3 separate regions of the Gossypium hirsutum genome follow, and all the other regions are linked to region 2. A link is a contact called in public Hi-C data. All regions are on one chromosome and are shown on one strand. The core of a region is the stretch at or near the end of the contact, and the rest is flanking DNA. Distances in the headings are between cores, read along the strand shown.

Region 1 (2,834 bases), core at 181-2,680, 140 kb before region 2:
AGAAACTAAATTTAAAGAACTTGCGTGCGAGTTATGTTCTATAGTTTTTTTTAATATTTAGTATTTATTGGAATAGTATATTTGACATTTATTAGCATATTTTTTTTTATTTCTTTCCATATTTATGAGTTTTTCTTGTTATAAACATTCCTGTTTCATTGTTCAAAAATAGAATGAAAAATATATAAAATTTTAGCAGACAATATTTTTACTAAATTTCTCTCTGTAAATCTTTCTTCCTTGCTGCCGAAATTCCAACAATATCGACCACTAGTGGATGATATCAAAAGGTTGGGAAATGTATGCTACATAAAGGAAGGGATGGAAATGATAACATAAGTTAAAAAGGAAATATTAAGATGGGTAATGCTTACTTCTAATTTTTGTACGAATGTTGTTATAGATAATGGCTTTGTTACAAATAACAACTTGTAAAGCGTGTTTCGGTATCAATTTTTTTTACACAAAAGTTAATAATTTTTATTTTTTAACTTACATTTGTTATATCCTAAACTGTCTCTATGAAAAAAATTTACTTAAAATATTATATATATTTTTAATTATATATGCAATCTTTTATGTAATAAATTTAGTTTTTTTGATAAAGTAAATTTCCCCAAAATGCCATTTAAAAAAAATTATTGAATTAGGTTGAATTGTCTAAAAATTACAAGAACAAACTGAAAGCATTTTCAACTGATTTGCAGGAAAGCATTTTCAAGCGTTTTCAGCGTATTAACAGAAAAACGCTTCCAACTGGAAACTCTTTCTGTTCCCAATATCTTTTTTTTTTACAACATTAAACTCTAACAAAATATATTTTATTATCTTTAAATGCTATACTTTTGTTTGAGATTGTTCAAATTATAATTTGAGGAGGTTGGTCATTAGACAACTAATTATTATCTTTAAATTGTTAGAGATTGTTATCCTTTTGTTTGAGATTGTTTTATTTTGTTAGAGTTTGTACAAAGTTTTGTGTTTAATTTTTAATAATTAAGTGTAGACTCATATCCCATACTACTTAAGAAAAAAGAAAATAAGACTTGGAGTCTATATAAAGACATGTTTTGTAAGTTTTATTTTTACAAGGAGTGACACAAAAAAAAGATATCGAGAGCAAAAAGCGTTTCTCACTAGAAGCGTTTTCGTTATTTTAGTCTAATCCCGTAATTTCCAAAAAAAAAAAAAGCCTAATCCAATATTTTTTTTTAAAAAATGGCATTTTTGAAAAATTTACCTTTATGATAAGGATCTTTTATAAAAGATAAAAAAATTTCATAACAAACTTAGTCATATCAATTTTTTATTTGGCTAAGATTTTTCCTATTTCATAAATCTTATTTAGCCAATTTTATTTACCGTCATAATTTAGTGATGAATGATTTGATTAGATATAAAAGAACAAGAAATGAAGAAGGGGTGGGCTGGGCTTGCGATGGCATCACATGCTACCTCGCTAAGTTGTCCGCCACATACACATTACCCCCTATCAGCAGTCACTCCGTTAATGCCACACCACACAGTGTATACGCGGTAAAAACTTCCAATGCCATGGGAGGCGAAGGGACTACCTGCCCGAGTTTCTGTTGCGGGCTAAGGCAATACCATCAAACTGGATATTTTCTTTTTTTCTTTTCTCTCTTTTTCTTTGCTTTCCTTTGCTTGCCTTATAAATAAAGAGTTCGTTCCATCACCAACACCACGTTTTCAATCCCCAACCAAATCTTCATCATAATATACACAGTTTTGTATTTATTAAAATTATGGTTGGACAGTCCAGGAAATGGATGATCCTAGTGGCGGTTATTTGGATTCAAGCATTCACGGGTACGAATTTCGATTTCTCCGCTTATTCCTCGGAGATGAAGAAAGTATTGGGCATATCACAGGTGCAGTTGAATTATCTTGCGGTGGCGTCGGATATGGGGAAGGTATTCGGCTGGTCTTCTGGGTTGGCTCTCATGTTTTTCCCTTTGTGGACGGTGCTCTTCATGGCTGCTTTCATGGGCCTTTTTGGTTACGGAATCCAATGGCTCGTCATTTGTAACGTCATCTCTTTGCCTTACATACTGGTATACGCCTGCTCTCACTATAAACTGCTCTTATTCTTTCCATTTTCCACTCCATTTGAATTTAATTATATACTACCACTCCAGAAGAATATATATTGGCCTTTTCCCGCAATTTCAGAAGATTTGATTTCTGGGTTTATCTTTCTCCTTTCTCTCTCTCTCCCTCACTCGTATCTCAATTTCAGATTCATGGTGTTCTTTGTTGTAGTTCCTGGTAGATACAAAGACCACCTATGTTATCTGCTTTCTACCATCTTCAGAAATAAGTAAGCTACTAGCAGCCATCAAAACTAATGACGACGAATACTATTACTATTTTTATATTTTATTTCACTTTCAACTTTGGTTTTTGATGGTTTGATATTACAATACATACAATGCGAACAACCCAAAAGCCCACAAGTAAAATTGTGATTTTTATTTTTGATTCTATTTCCATACCATTCCACCCACCTCTTTCACTTTCTGGGTTTTTCTTAATTAATTAAAAATCTGCCCTCTTATGTAAGGCTGACGTGACTGATCACTGATCTACGGTTAGTATACTATTGTATGCATTGCATTGCGGGCGCAATGCTTGCTTTATTATTATTACTCGTAGTACTTCTGTCTTCTGTTATTTTTGGTTTGAGGGAAAATGTTTTCCTTCAAAGGTTCAAAGTATTTCTATACATATACATGTGGTTGAGAAGGTTTCCGTATGGATTAGCAAGTAATGATATTTTATATATATATATAAATATATGTGATGAATATTGA
Region 2 (2,761 bases), core at 71-2,570:
TACATGTACTAATAAACATACGGATTTATTTTATATGTATCTCTATAATCATTTGGTTCAACTTATTTTTATTTGAACAAGATAAAGAAAAAAATCATGTTCGGCTCCTCCTGGGGCTGGAATGCTTCTAAAAAAAATCAGCAAGTAAAACTTGTTAAGAGATTGCCCAAGGGAATTTGGGGAATCCAAAAAGGAAAAATAATCACGGAAAAGCAATTGGAATCTATTCCTCCCTGTATATAAATCCAGTTAAAAGAACATTTTCCAATAAATTTAATAATCTAACATTAGCGTTGGTTTCTTATATTGGTTTAAAGTATTAGAACTATTGAGTAACTTAAGGATCCATCATCAATAGGAATTATCATGAATTCATAAAATTCAAGGGTACTACCAATAAAAGAAAGAGCAGTAAAAACGGTAAATAAGAAAGAAAGATACCTGAATGAGGTCACCTTTACGGGCTCCGATGTGGAGCATTGTCCAACCTCTATCATCCCTATCAATCCCCCACCTAAACGAGCGCCTTCTTGACAGATTTCTCCGCAAAGACTGTCCTTGGGTCATATTCTTCGAAGCAATAACAAAAACCAAGCAATACCGTTGCAGATATATAGACTTTTTCCTTTAACTCGGAAGAAGTAAAGAGAACACCAGACCAAGATTTGATTGATTAGGCAAAGAAACGCATGATATTTTTGTAAAAACGTGAAATTTTCACAAAGAGTTAGATCCCTTTCATTTTTTTTTCTTGGAAAACAAACAATCCCCTCGAAAGCTTAAGATGAAGAGAAAAATGATTACATGATAGAGATGAAAACAAGGAGAAGAGGGAAACAGATTAGCGAGAAGCAGAGGAATGATGAGCGACGCAGAAAGGGGAAAAAGGATTCAAGCCAGGACCGAACACACGCAGGTTTTGGAATATCACGTTGCAAGTCATCAACGAAAAAGACAATAAAAACATAATTGATGAAATTGATTTTGAATAATATTTACAGCGAAAACAGAGGAATTGCCCAAATCATAGATCGATTCGGAGTGGGAGAATAATAAAATTTTATGAAATCGGGAAGAGGAGTAATCAAAAGAAAACCCTAAATAAAGAGGAAAACATGAAGAGAAATAAGAGGAAAGGAGAGAGCTACCACAAAGAGGATATTATGACGCCCCGACCTTACCCAATGCTAGGCTTGTGAGATTTAAGACCTATATATCTTTGTGGCATTCGCCAAATTTGGTTCTCTTCGCGATGGGCTAACGGGCCATCACTAATACTGTACCTAGCAACCCATCCAACCCAGCCCACCACAACACAATGTTTCCCCCTCTTTTAATAATTCTCAATTTATAATAAAATTTCGGGATAAACTCTAAAAATAGTCACCCAACTATTATCATGTTTCTGTTTTGGTCATCAAAGTTTAAAATTTTCTATTTTAGTCTTAATATTATCAAATTTTAATATTTTGATCACTCCTACATTAAATTATTAATGATGATCTTTTTTATTGGCATAACAATTAAAAACAAAAAAATACAATAAAAGATACAATAAGTTTAGCGCTCAACTTTATACATTTTGTCAATTTAGTCTTAATTCTTAAAAAAATATAAATTTAAAAAACTTTAAAGAAATAAAAAATTTAAAATTTCATTTTTCAATAAAAATACATAATATTTTTATAAAAATATATAAAAAATTATTATAAATATTTATAAATAAATGGATATCTTTCTTTTTCAATTTCTTAACATGAATTTTATTTATTATAATGATAATTTTATAAATAAAATAATAATCTTATAAAAAAAAGGAAAACCCATAAAAAAAGAATTATGCAAATTCAATTTTTCCCTTTTTTTTCAATATTAACAATCTTAGTTGAGTTAAAAACTACAGCTTGAGATAAAAAATGGTGAGAACCGATTTCTTTAGGTTGTTGCCTAAAATGGATTTGTTGCATTTGAGGCTCTATTTGAGGCAAGCATGACTGGGGATGTATAGTGAAGATGAGGTCTTGGAGACCTAGTAGGTGAAATTTGGAAGGCCATGTCAATATCTCCATAACCAACTCCTAATTCGATGGTATGATGATGGAAGATGTAGAAATCAAGGAGTTCAAAGTAAATATTATTAGTGCCGGTGATTGTGGGTGAAGGCGGTGCCCAGCACTCGACAAATTTGAGAAAGACTAAGGAGTAATGTCAGTCATATAATAAAAAATTACTATTTATAAAATAAACTTGAAAAAAAGAGAGGAAAACCTTGAATCTGATTTAAGTATTATTTGTAGGTTTTTTTAAAATATTTTATTTATGAAAATATTATTTTAATAAATAAATTTCATGTCAAAAATAGAGAAAAATGGGTATTCATTTATTATAATATTGTATGTATTTTTATAAAATCTTATGTATTTTATCATAAATGATTTTTTAAATGATTTTTTTATAAAGTGGACAAAATAGAAACATGTTAATAGTTGACTAACTATTTTTATAGTTTACCCTAAAATTTAGGTATAATATTAAATTTAACCTTCAATGTTTGCATCTTTTGTCAATTTGGCCATTTCTATTTTTTTAACTAAATATGGCCCTAAATATTTTAAAAAGAGTCGAGTTTGACCATTAAGCTTTAAAAAAGAATCGAGATTTTATTTTTTTAACAAAAATATTGACTAAAACATTGAATTTTCAAACATGGCAACCCTTATGACAATCCACATGTTCCTAATTTATTTGATTTTTTTATAAA
Region 3 (2,854 bases), core at 101-2,600, 160 kb before region 2:
TTAATATATAATATTAATGTTAAATATTTCTAAGTAATTAATATTATTATTTATTAAATTTAATTAGAATATATAAACTATATTTAAATATAATAATTTTGTAATTAGATATTTACACAATTGTATTATTTTAAAAATTATTTTATATTTTTAATTAATGCTTTTAACACATTTGTATTATTTTATTTTAAAATGTATTTGAATATATAACTCATATTAGATATTAACATAACATAGAAAACATAAACCTAACAAATTAAAATATTACATATATTTAGATTAAAGTTTTAAAAAAGGATAATATTTATATACCAAATATAAATACTAAAAATTTTGGGAGAAGATAAAGATTAAAAATGTAAATAGAAGCCAAAAGCACTTTTGGATAAAGAAAAAGTTAAAATTTTCAACTTCTCCATTACTTTTTTTTAAATTGAAATTTTTTCTAAAATAACGTTTGTTTTTTAATGCTTTTAAGGGAGAAACAATTTTTATTCCAAAAATCTATGTAAGAAGCATTAAAGAACGGGCCTGAGTCTCGTTTTGACTCACGACGAAAGTTGTTTTTGAATTGGATAATTTTTTTTATTGTTAAATTTTCTCATGTAATATTGGATTTATCTTTGTTTAACCAAATTATTTTAGAGGCGGATTTTGATGTTTCAGATTATTCGTTTACGTGTAGGTCAATTAAATAAGATCATCGATATGCTCAGTTGTTTGGGCTCAAATTCTAAAAATGAGGTCTAATTTGGAGTGGGTTACTTCCATGAGCTTCATCATCTTATGCTTGCGAATACTATTTGACTTGCTGAATGGAATTATCATTTGTAGCCTTCATTTCAAAAAGGAAAATAATCATGACATAATTATGGTCTTCTAATTTAACAAACTCAATATCTGAGTCGTGACTCACATTTCATCTATTGAAGTCGGTTCTAGTAATGATTTTCTTAGAACTCAAGAATCTAATGATGGTTTTAAAAAAAAATATTAATTCATTAATGACAAGTGACAAATAAGAATGCATCAAAGAAATTTTTATAAAAAAAAAAAAAAAACCTATAACTTAGAGCTCTGACTGAAGAGATTAATTTTATAATTGATGTAACGGATTGGGACCTTATTTTGTACTCGACTCTTTCCTTCTATTAGAAGAATCATGGTGAATACATTTCATACTTGTAGTTGGGTTTTGCAACAAAAGGGGCGTTGATTTAAGATTGATGATACAATTTTTAGCTAACTATTAAATCTAAACAAAAATCCAGTAAAGGTGGAGTTGGAGGTTATCCCGTTCCATTGGATAAAAGTGGCCCGAAGCTGGTGTTGGAGATTGGGCCTATGGCTGATTTATATTGCAATGGCAAGGAACCTTGCTCTTATTACCGGGAAACAGAAGCCATTGGCTGAATCTGGGGATGGCTTTTATAACTAATTTGTTTTCAAGCAAGTATAGACAGAAGGAAGGTATTGAGCAGCAGGATCACAAAGGGTTGCTTTATTGCTTTAAGGTCTATTTCCACGTCAGTTTCGTTGAGATTAGAATAATAAGATTCGATAATGTGGTACTGAAATTAAAATTAATAGTGTAATATATATGTTAATTTTAAATATAACAATTACAGTAAGGATGAAAACGAAAAATGACTATAAAGCATAATTTTTAATATATGTAATTGATTATATATGTTATTATTATATTTATTTACATAGATTAAATAAAAATATTGCATATTATTTGAAATAAATTAACTAACAATAAATATTATGAAGATATTATAAGTAAAAAGTGTTCAAATAAACTAGTTATTATAATTAGAAAAGAGAAAATGTATGATCATCAACTCAAGGAAGATAATAGGCATGATTTCTTTTTCTTGTAGTGAATGAAAAGCTAAAAAGTTGGTCAAAATATGCTTCTATACTTGAATTTTAACAAAACTTTGGATTTCATTGGTAAAAGCGTCATGGAGGCCCTTGTACTAAGAGTTAGATTGTATTTGCTCCCTCTAATAAAAATTAGTAAATTAATCCCTATACATTAGAACAAATAGCAAATTAGTCCTTCTATTTAATTTTCATCCATTTCTACTGTTAAAAACTAGTTCCTGTACATCAACATGAGGTACACATGGCATGCCATTTGTAATTGTCTAGTTATTCCGTCAGCCATGCCTATTTTTAACAATAGAAATGGAGGAAAATTTTGAAAACCGAGCCAATTTGTGATATTTATAGTAATAAACCAATTACTGAATTTGCACCTATGTTTTCAGCTAAATGGATCCTTATCATTTCAAGCTTTCAACTAAACAACCTTCTTCACTATTCTTGTACCACAAACAGCTTCAAGTGTGGCCTCGAATGGTTTGAATCAAACACAAAACCAAAAATAGTTTTATTAACTTTTAGTGTGAAAACAAAAATTCTCTTATCAAATAGAAACCGATAGAATTGTTATTCCAGAAAATAGATTTAATACTTTGATAAGAAAACTCTCTCAATTTTCGGGTAGAGTAACAATATCTTTTAGTTGTATTTTTAGCTCTACCAATGTCATCTATTTATAGGGAGAAGAAGTAGAACCCTTGTTGAATTGTAGAAATAATTCAACTAGAAAAACAAACTCCTAGTCTAACCAGGAGTATAAAGGGCGGCAATCCTAGTTAATAAAATTAGGGTTTGTTGTCCCCCTCATTAACATAAGGGGCTTTTGGACCTTTTTCCATATCAGACCCAATTACAAGTGCTTCCTGGACTTTTAACCCAATACTTTATAATTCGATCCAAACCAATATTTGTTTTTATATTTATCCATTTTCATTTTCGTTTTAGAGAAAAACCACATTTC

What was found. A called contact is a pair of places that touch in the nucleus more often than the background predicts.
Region 1: a Hi-C map of leaf shows a contact between it and region 2, with 1.7 times the contacts expected there. The contact joins the promoter of LOC107900709 here to the promoter of LOC107900717 in region 2. A contact is called at or near these places in 3 of 34 Hi-C or Micro-C datasets (all in leaf).
Region 3: a Hi-C map of hypocotyl shows a contact between it and region 2, with 2.2 times the contacts expected there. The contact joins the enhancer-like site here to the promoter of LOC107900717 in region 2. A contact is called at or near these places in 3 of 34 Hi-C or Micro-C datasets (hypocotyl and leaf).

Annotation. Positions count from the first base shown.
Region 1 is chrD08:54,288,665-54,291,498 of Gossypium_hirsutum_v2.1, reverse strand. It overlaps LOC107900709 (protein NUCLEAR FUSION DEFECTIVE 4), which reads left to right and starts at 1,430. Exons shown (of 3, transcript XM_016826409.2): 1 at 1,430-2,075. The coding sequence starts at 1,767.
Region 2 is chrD08:54,146,672-54,149,432 of Gossypium_hirsutum_v2.1, reverse strand. It overlaps LOC107900717 (phytochrome-interacting ankyrin-repeat protein 1), which reads right to left and starts at 1,320. Exons shown (of 3, transcript XM_016826415.2): 1 at 442-1,320. The coding sequence starts at 567.
Region 3 is chrD08:54,306,032-54,308,885 of Gossypium_hirsutum_v2.1, reverse strand. No RefSeq gene overlaps it. Among protein-coding and RNA genes, the nearest start is that of LOC107899882, 12 kb to the left of the region's middle. Within about 2 kb of position 1,350, at least 2 of the 9 cell types and tissues checked have an H3K27ac peak or open chromatin away from gene starts, as enhancers often do. A contact at or near this core is called in hypocotyl and leaf, where this site is marked.